Regions from separate parts of the Rattus norvegicus genome. Here region 2 is linked to region 1. The links are chromatin contacts, called in public Hi-C maps. All regions are on one chromosome and are shown on one strand. The core of a region is the stretch at or near the end of the contact, and the rest is flanking DNA. Distances in the headings are between cores, read along the strand shown. Region 1 holds the start of Scly (selenocysteine lyase). Region 2 holds the start of Per2 (period circadian regulator 2).

Region 1 (4,726 bases), core at 660-3,159:
ATTGTTATTACCACAAACATAATCAAAAGAGTATAAGTTTTATGCCCTGAGGACTAAAAAGCATCACCAAAAGAGACAAGAGATCTAAAGTGTAAAACCTATCCTGTGTCCACGACTCTGAATGGGAGTGGAGAGGTAGCCCCCACTAGCCATCCATACTGCACTCTCTCGTCCTCCTCAGCCTTTGTGGAGTCTCACCCACACTGAAAGGTGCAGGTCCAGTACAAGCCCACCCTGGTGGGCAAGCGCAGCACTAGCCTCCAACCCTATCTGGAGCTAGGCTGCTGCTGTGTCCCCCACTGTCCCACACATCCCAGCACTTTTCTTCCACTAACTTAGCAGCAACAGGTGAAGCCACTGGTTCTCGTGTTGGCTGACAGCCCAGGGGGATGGTGAAGTCCTGGTTGGGCAGAAAGACAAGTATATGGTCACTCTTGGGCCTCAACAACAGCTGGCCAAGTTCAGTGTATGGGACACCAGCATTCGGGAGGAGTTTGGAGCTCGAGGATTGGCTACTACATGCAAGCCACATGATGGAAGCTATGATGTATATAATTATAGTGTCTGATGTAACATCAAGAATGTGTTAAACCGTCACAGGGATCTGGTACAGGTATGTGAAAACATCACTGTTGTGTGACAACCAAGTCAACGTTAAGGACAGAAAGTGAAGGCAAAACCTGCCTAGGATGGTCCAGATTAACTAAGATAAGGACGACAATCTGAGGAAAAGGGAAGCTGGAGCCCGAGTCTAGTTTCATAGAGGACTGCCTGGGATGCAGCCAGCTCAGCACCTCTTAACCGTCCCTCAGCTAAGTAGACAGGTGTTCAGTTCTGCATGCTGGCAAGGATGGGCGGGGGAGGATGGCTGGGATTAAAGGGCCTGTGCTACCACCGCCCTGCTTTGCATCTTTCAATTGTTTAAGATTTTTATGTGTATGACTCTGCATGTATATGTATTTGTCTGCACTTATATACAAGCACCATGTGCATGCCTGGTGACTGTAAAGGCCAAAAGAGGCCATCAGTTCCCCTGGAACTGGAGTTACACTTGTGAGTTGTTGTGTGGGTTCTGGGCCCTCTGCCTTCATTCTTCCACAATTTCAACAGCTCGGCTTAGCTCAGGCCCTCTGATCCTCAAAAGTATCAACTCCCGACTTTCTTTTTTTACTTTAAAATTTTTATTAGATTTTAAATTTACACTTTAAATGTTATCCCCTTTCCAGGTTTTCCATCCAGAAAACTGCTATTCCATCTCCCCACCCACCCCGCTTCTGTGAGTGTGCTCCCTCATCCACCCATCCACTCCCTCCCACCTCCCCGCCCTGGCATTCCCCTACACTGGAGCCTTGACAGGACCAAGGGCCTGTCCTCCCATTGATGCCGGACAAGGCCATCCTCTGCTACATAACGCATGACTTTCTAATTTCACGTAATGAAATCATGCGGGAAGACGGATCTATGGAATCCTATGTCCAGCGGGCCCTTAGGTCTACAAGTACTGGCTGCCAACCTTTCCAGGCGCTCAGTCTTGGCTGCTATGGTGCCTCTCACTGCACCGCGCATCCTAGCGCTTTTTCTTCCACCGACTTTGCGGTGGCAGGTGAAGTCCCTTCTGTCACTGGTGACAGCCCAGGGAGGTGGGCTCCCAGGACACAGTGCCACACAGTGCCAGTAACTGGAGCGCCCAGATCACTCGCCTGGAGCAGCGCGCGCTTTGCGGGAGGCCGGTTAGATTGGACCGGCTGCCGGGTGGCCCTACTAATGTCTTCAGCTCCGCCCCACTGCCACCTGACCCCTCATGACCAATCAACCAGTCAGGGGCGGAGGCAGGGCCCGTGCGGCTCGCAGATTGGCTGAAGCGCGACACGCAGCCAATGCGGATACCCTGGGAGCCGAGCACCCCATCGGAGTCTAAGGGGTGCTCAGTCTTGGGGTTACCGGCCAGCGATCAGGGAGATGGACGTGGCGCGGAATGGCGCGCGGGGCAGTGTGGAGAGCCCGCCCAACAGGTGCGCTCCCTCTGGGGATCCCGCAAGGCCTGAGGACACTTGGGGGACCTCAGTGAGGGTATGGTGAGGCGGGGGAAAGGAGTCCCAGAGACAGACAGAAGCGTCCGGCCACACGACCCGGGAGAGAACAGGCTACCACCAAAGCTAAGGGCACAAGGGGATCCGCGGGTGACAACTGTGCCGTGTGGCCGCATCATCCTCCCGTGTTTCGGGCTCCTTCCCAGGGAATGATGTCTTAGAGGCTGGAGCTGACAGCCAAATCGCAATTATCTGCATTTTACAAGAATCGCTGCTGCTTAGAGACTAAGGCAGCGTGGCTGTGGGACAGGGGAGAACTTTGGGGACGATCTCTAAGGCCCATTTGACCGCCCTGAGGTGAAAAGTGGACTTTGGGGAGGGAGCCTTAGGGTCACCAGGACAGTGGGGGAGACCTACATTCTCTTGCTGTCCACAGGGCTGCGGGACCTCCTCCCCTGGCGCGCAAGGAGCAGGGGTGATGTGTCGGTCCTGGTTCCTCTCTTCAACCTAGGAATGCATCACACCAAAAGCCCCCTCCCCACCCCCATTTCAATTTTTTTCTTTCTCTTTTTTCTTTTTTCCCCCGTCCCTCCTCCACCCCAGCCCCACAAGGCCTTGCTATGTAGTCCAGGCTACTACTGCCTCCTCCCACCTGGGTTACAGGTTTGCCGTCTCATTTTTTTTCTCATCGTCTGTGCTCACGTCTAGGATGTGAAATATCTGTCTCTCTTTAAAAAATTGAGTCTTGCTGGATGTGGTGAGACTTGCCTATAATCCTAACTTGGAGAGTGGAGGATTGTGATTTGGAGGCCAGCCTAGATTACCCAGTGAGAACCTATCTTATAAAGGCCTAGGCCTGGTGGTTTGAGCCTTCACTAGATATCCATTAAGCAGTTTCACTTTCTCTAGGAAGTTGCTAATGACAGAGTCAATCACTGGTAAAATGCAAGCCATAAAACAGTTGAGCCAAGCTACTGATGGGAAAACCACAGTCACTCAGCAGACCTGTGGGTGTGTAGCTCTTTGGAGGACTGACTTGGAGCAGGACAAAGCCTGCAGCAATGTGAATTCCAGCCCCAGGGTGATCAGGCACACCTTCCATGACCCCAAGCTTTGCAAGGTCAGGTGACTCTTTGGGGCTTAAAGCAAAGATAGGAGATCAAAGCTTCACCCTGCCTGTTCTGTGCTCTTGCGGGCCTAGTGGGGCACTATGTTCCGGCTCACCAGAGCATTGGCTTGAACACTGGTTGGACTTAAAACCAAGTGAAATACTGACTGTTTTCAGACCTGATTGCCTACCGTGGAGTTTTCTGAAGGTCTGTGACCCTGGTGAGAACACAAAAAGATAACTCTCTTTAGTGAGGGTCTCTGGGGCTTTGCACTGGGTGTCCTCTGGATGAAGCCCCTGCGGGAAGACAAACCCTGCTTGTTCCTGGAGCTACTCGTCACTTGTTCCCTAGAGAGGGCACTAAGCATGTGACTCTTGGGTCAGAAGATGAAGGGGACCACAGGGGAAGACTGGAATGAGGGGAGGGAAGGAAGGAAGAGGGCCAAGCTGCGGCCTGCAGTTTCAGACAGAACCTTGGAGCCTCACCCAAGCAGATACGCTGAAGCAGGGGGTGGAGCCAGGAAAACTGAAAATTCGAATTGCCCCAGGGAAAGGCCTGTGTGGTGAAAGTTGAGGAGAAATCTACTGCAAAGACACAGGGCAGAGCTCTTAGAGGCAGCTCCTGAAGGACTCGCAGGAGCAGATGGCTCCAAGTTGTTGGGAAATTCCCCAAGGGAATGTGGGGCTCCCCAGCCATGGGAAGTTCTTTCCTCCCTCTTCCTCCCTCCCTTCCTGGAGTTGGGCCTCAGATCTGGCCTCCAGCCTCCAGCTGTCAGTCAACCTTGTGCTAGGGGAGATTATGACCATCTTGTATGGGGCAGCTACTGGCTGATTGGAAACCATGGTGTCTCCCATCTGGAAGGAGAACATGGAGAACTGAAGCCTGTGCTGACCTGTCTGTCCTACCTGGGCCTTCACTCTGGATGCAAAGGACCCGAGCTGTGGACTCCCAAAAGAGTGTTGCTGCCTACACCCTGCCTCCCCTCCCTTTACCGGCTGTTCTCTTTCTTCCAGGAAGGTCTATATGGACTACAATGCCACCACACCTCTAGAGCCCGAAGTCATCCAGGCTGTGACGGAAGCCATGAAAGAAGCCTGGGGAAACCCCAGCAGCTCATATGTAGCAGGTAATCTAGAAGAATCCATGACAGGCAAGGGAACCAGAGGCCTCTTAGAGAAAGTATATCCTAGCCTGGCTTGGTGTTGCCTTTAATCCCAGCACTCAAGTGAGGCCAGCCTGGTCTACAAAGAGTGAGTTCCAGGACAGTGAGAGCTACCAACACTGAGAAGCCCTGTCTAAAGTGTATGCTTACATGAGATAGCTTTGTTTTGGTTTGGAGTGGACTTTCTTTTTTCTTTCAACTTTAAAGTTAGAACAATACCTATATTGCTTAACAGAATTCCCAAGAGTTTTTTTAAAGCACACTTTAAAAAAACAGAAACAAAATAATTACATTTTGATCTTTAAGCATTCTGTCACTAAAGTCTACATAGTATCTTCTATGTAAATTAGCATCATGTTACAATTATGTACCTGACTTGATTCTTGAAGTCTTCTGTCCCTGTATGATATCCTAGCTAGGAACTG
Region 2 (4,726 bases), core at 884-3,383, 160 kb after region 1:
AGTTCGAGCCCTGGAACTAAGTCCTTCAACTTGTCCTCTGACCTCTCCGCACACACGGTAGAAAGTCAATCGTGTGACCTCCCTCCCTGCTTCGATCTTACTTTGGACTCTAGAGTGCCCTACAGTGACCGGCTTGGTAGGATTATATTCCATGAGCAAAAGACTTCATGTGAAGGCCGAATCCCCTGTGGGAAGTACAATGGTTTGGGAGCAGGCCAGCAGAGGCTCTCTGCACCTGCTCGTTCTCCCAGGAGTCTGGTGGTAAGCAGCTTCCTACAAGCGTTAGGTGAAGAGGGCTCCACAGGGCTGTGGGCTATGCGTTTCTAGTCACCTAGTGCAATCATAGTCAAGGGTCACTCCCATATCCAGCGAGGCTCTTTCCCGTGCCTCCAATCACTCACTGACGTCTCAGAGCTGGAGTTGATGATCCGCTGAGATTGGATGAACTTAGACCATTATAATAGGCCCCCACACTTCCCAGGGTTTTCTAGAAGGTTCCAAGTCTGGGAGAGGCTGTCTAAATAAAAGGAACCTTTCCTAGTCTGTTTAAGCGCAGCAGAGAAGTCTCACACGGAGACATTATGTGACACCAGCAGGGCTTTGGAAACTTCTCCCCATAGAAGTTAAGATAAAGGTCCACAGACACACAACTCCAAGCGTGAATGGGGCCAGATCTCAGAAAGCGCCTCAGATGAGGAAACTGAGGCCCAGGGTAAGACGAGGTACCCCGTAGCTACCAGCTGGCTGATACAAGGCTCCCCCGTTCGCTGCTCGGCACCCCAGCCTCCACAGAAAGCCCAAACTGCACCAGTTATGTACCAAGAAATCACACCAAGATGACAGTGACGGATAACCGCAGCCACCCACAGTGCCATTCCTTGAGGGCACAGTGTACAGCCACCACTAAAATAAAGGAGTCCTCGGCTTTTTTAGATTCCAACGACGTATAAAAAGTGATTCTCTCTGCATTTAAAAGCCCGATTTTTTTTTTTCAATGAAAGCCTTCAGGTACACAGACTCTGGTTCTCTTATCAGACAAATCCGACCTAGACTCCAGAGAGTAAGGCAAAGTGGACGTGTCAGGCTTGCATCTCTGGTAAGCATGTGGACCAAGGAGGGGAAACGGATCCTCAGACTGCCAGCCAGGCCTGGTTTTTACAGTGGTACAGCCTATCAGCCTGTGCCTCTGCCTCTTCAAGCTAGGGGTTACCCTGGATGATTTCCAGGGAGCCTTCTGGCTCCCTTGATCTGTATGAATCAGCTTTCCAAACTGGTTCCTTGTGTATACGTTACAGAAACCCTGGCAACCAGGGATCCTGGAGAAGAAGCAGGCCACCGCCCACCTCTTGGTCCATGTCTGCGCTTGGCAGCCAAGGTATGTCCCAAAGGATGACGTGACTGCTCCAGCTCAAGAGTGGACCTCTCCCCCTCCCCTGACACACACCCAGTCCATCTGGAGACAGGAAATGCTGGCATGGAGGATGCCATGGAAATCAGAGTGGGTGGACAAGGAAGGTGGTCTCTCTGACGACGGGGAGGGGCAGGTGTGGCTTGGCATTGGATATTTCTCTGTTTAACCCCTTTCCCACCTCTGGGAGTCAACGCCTACCAGTGGTCCTTCCTCAGGGCCAGACTTGACTATCTGGACTTATAGTAGTAAGCTAGCTCCTCAGGGGACCCTCTGGATCCATCCTAGGAACGTTTTGCACTCACCCTAGTTTCCTTGGTCATCACTATTGGAGTCGGCTCGCGCAGTCTGGTGTGGTGATCACTCAATGTCTCTGCGTCCTCGGACAAGATGCCTAACTAATCTCCCCGACCTCAGTGCCTAACCTGAGAAATGGGGGGCAGCAGTGTGCGCCTAAAAGAGGGTCACCGCGCAGTCCCATCTACATTCTGCGGAGTTGCAGCCGTTTGCACAGTCGGCAACTCCTGGCTCAGGACCCCAGCTCCAGCTGTTCGAGCCGCCGGTTACGTAAGCCGACCACGGCCGTCCAGGTCCGCGCCACCGCCCAGCGCCGAGCCGCCGCCCAGCGCCGCGCCACTCACCGCTTCGCAGCGTCCACCCGCGCGTCGGTCCTTTGCTCGACCCGTCACTTGGTGCGCTCGGCCTGCGCCGCAGCCGCCCGGAGCCGCTAGTCACTGTAGCGCCGCTGCCACCGCGTCGCCCTCCGCTGTCACATAGTGGAAAACGTGACCGCGCGCGTTGAGCCCGCCCCTCCGCGCGCCATTGGTCGCGGCGCCGCATCATTTGCATACTGGTGGGGCGGAACCTGAGAGTTCCGCGCATCGATTGGTAAAGACGCCCGTCGCTCTCTTTACATAAGACGCACATGGAACTCCATGTTCGCCGCCCCGGTTCCTCAATGAAGACGTTGCGCACTCTTGCGCCCCCCTGCGCCCTGGCGAGTAGGCTCGTCCACTTCCGGCCTGCGGGACTTCCATTCACCTGGCATGGCGGTGGCCCGCTCGTGCAGCCGGGAGTGGCGCGTACCATTGCGGCGCGGGGGGGAAGGTTCTTGGCTGCTGCGCCACTCACGGCCGGCGGAGTCCCAGGCCACCGGCCTACCACCTGCAGCGACGTGAGCAGCCTCAGCAATCTGAGGGATCGAGAAAGCTCTCATCCGACACCTTTCGCTCACCCAGCCCAGTTCATTCATTTCCTCTCCCATTCATTCATGGCGAGGCGCCGGAGGACAAATAGGGCGGCCCCTCTGGATCTGCTGCTGCGCACCTATGCAGGACAGCCTGGTTGACCCCAGGCCAGGACCCCAGGCTGATGGTCGTCCTACGTGGGCCAGAGCACATCGCTCCCACTTAGCCTTTCTTGTTTTTGAAATCGCGTGTTGCCAGATTGTGTTGATTCAGGAAATAAGGTCATGAGTGCGGTGCAGAGATACAAAGGAAAGAAGTGATTTCTTCCTGCCCTCAATGGCATAGGGAGAAAAGACTGGCATTCTGTAGGGAAGCTTAACCAAATGCGGTGGTGTAGTTTATTAACCTTACAGGGTATGTGGAAGCGGAGCACTTGAGAATGGGGTAGATGGGACATGCATCTGGAACAGCAGGGCTTTTCTGAGGTGGAAGCTATAGACACTCGCTAGTCAGGGGAGGGAATTCCCCGGGGACAGGACAACCTTGCTCTTGTGGAACCTTGGCTGAACCTACTTGGCTCTTTCAAGAGTACTGTCTGGAAGACTATTAAGCATTCAGTCCAAAGGGTCAAAGGAGGGAGTAGAACTTTCCCTGGAACTGGTTTGAGGCCCAAGACTTACCTGTCTGACATAGACATTTTAAAGGCTCTGGAAGTGTAGGGTGTGATGGGGGAGGCAAGGTTGTCATGTCTTTGAAGGGTGCAAAGGTTACTCGTCGTGGCCTAGGAACTCGAAGCCTAGTAGCACCCGCTATTCTGAATCTTCCCCAGGTGTGTCCTAGGAACTAGGAATGGAAAGAAGGCAAACACTATCAACCAAGTCTGTGAACAAACTGAGTTGCTGGTGCACACAGCCAGCTAACCCACATTCAAAAATCCCTGTGAGTGAGGCTCTTCTTTCTGTCTGCCTGGCAGGACAGGCATGCAATTCCTCAGATGCGGGGGAGGGGGGTGGGTGGGAGGGCAGGCAGAGACTAAGTTCTTTTCGGCAGCCCATCCTGAAGGAGCCCTGGGAAGCCAGATGTTGACTCACACTGCAGGGGGCAGGGCAGCACCTCTGGTTCCTCTGACATTGACACCTCACCACACTCCCCAACAGGCACAAACACTGAGCAGAGCTGGGCCAAGCTGCACTCTGCACACACCCAAAGGGCCTTTTGTTTCCTCACTTTCATTGACGTCAATGGTGGCTGCATTGTTCTGGAAACAAGAGTACACAGCTCATCCACCTGGCAAAGTCTTCTTCATGTTCAGCTCTTTCTTGTCTTGCACCACATTTGGCCTGCAATGTAATGTCACGGTTTCTCCTTACATTTAGCCTTTGCTATTTCCACCAGTAAATATTCTCGAAAGCCATAGAAATCAATTCTTTCGGAAACTCAATACTGTGGAGACTCTAGAACTCTTTGGGATCTATTTTGTCTTCGGTTTCTCACTCGGTTGGATTCTCCTTTCCAATATATTCATATATGCCACGAACATTTGCTAACACCTGAGTTTGGAGAGAAATGCAAAGTGAACCTCCTCCTCCCCCTCCCCTCTCCTCCTCCTCCTTCTCTCCTCCCCTCCTCCTTCTCTCCTCCTCCTTTTCTTCTTCTCTCCTCCTCCTCTTCCTCCTCCTCCTTTCTTCCTTCCTCCTTCTTCTCCTTCCTTTCCTCTTCCCTCCTCCTCCTCCTCCTCCTCCTCCTCCTCCTCCTCCTCCTCCTTCTATTTTTAAGACAGTATTTTACCCTGTATCCCACATTACCTTGAGTTATAGATTGTTGTGAGCTGCCCAATGGGTGCTGGGAACCACAACCTGAAGGGCAATAAGTTTTTTTAACTGCTAAGCTATCTCTTCAGCCCTGAAGATACAGTTTTAAAAGAAGCCTCCTCTCAGCCTAAAACTATTTGCTGTCATGTCACGCAAGAAGAGATTGAAGCATCAGCTTTCCTGGTAATAAGGTCATATAAGAAAAGCCAATGGCCTGACTGAGATGAGAGCTGTGACTTTTGGTGGGGGTGGGTAGTCTGTGAATGACAGTTCTCAGAGTTGGTGCTGTAGATCAAACCTGTGCCTTGGGAACTTGGGAA

What was found. A called contact is a pair of places that touch in the nucleus more often than the background predicts.
Region 2: a Hi-C map of liver shows a contact between it and region 1, with 1.7 times the contacts expected there. The contact joins the promoter of Per2 here to the promoter of Scly in region 1. A contact is called at or near these places in 2 of 12 Hi-C or Micro-C datasets (both in liver).

Annotation. Positions count from the first base shown.
Region 1 is chr9:99,335,965-99,340,690 of GRCr8, forward strand. It overlaps Scly (selenocysteine lyase), which reads left to right and starts at 1,910. Exons shown (of 12, transcript NM_001007755.2): 1 at 1,910-2,012; 2 at 4,153-4,265. The coding sequence starts at 1,960.
Region 2 is chr9:99,494,860-99,499,585 of GRCr8, forward strand. Per2 (period circadian regulator 2) reads right to left here and starts at 2,134. Exons shown (of 23, transcript NM_031678.2): 1 at 2,050-2,134.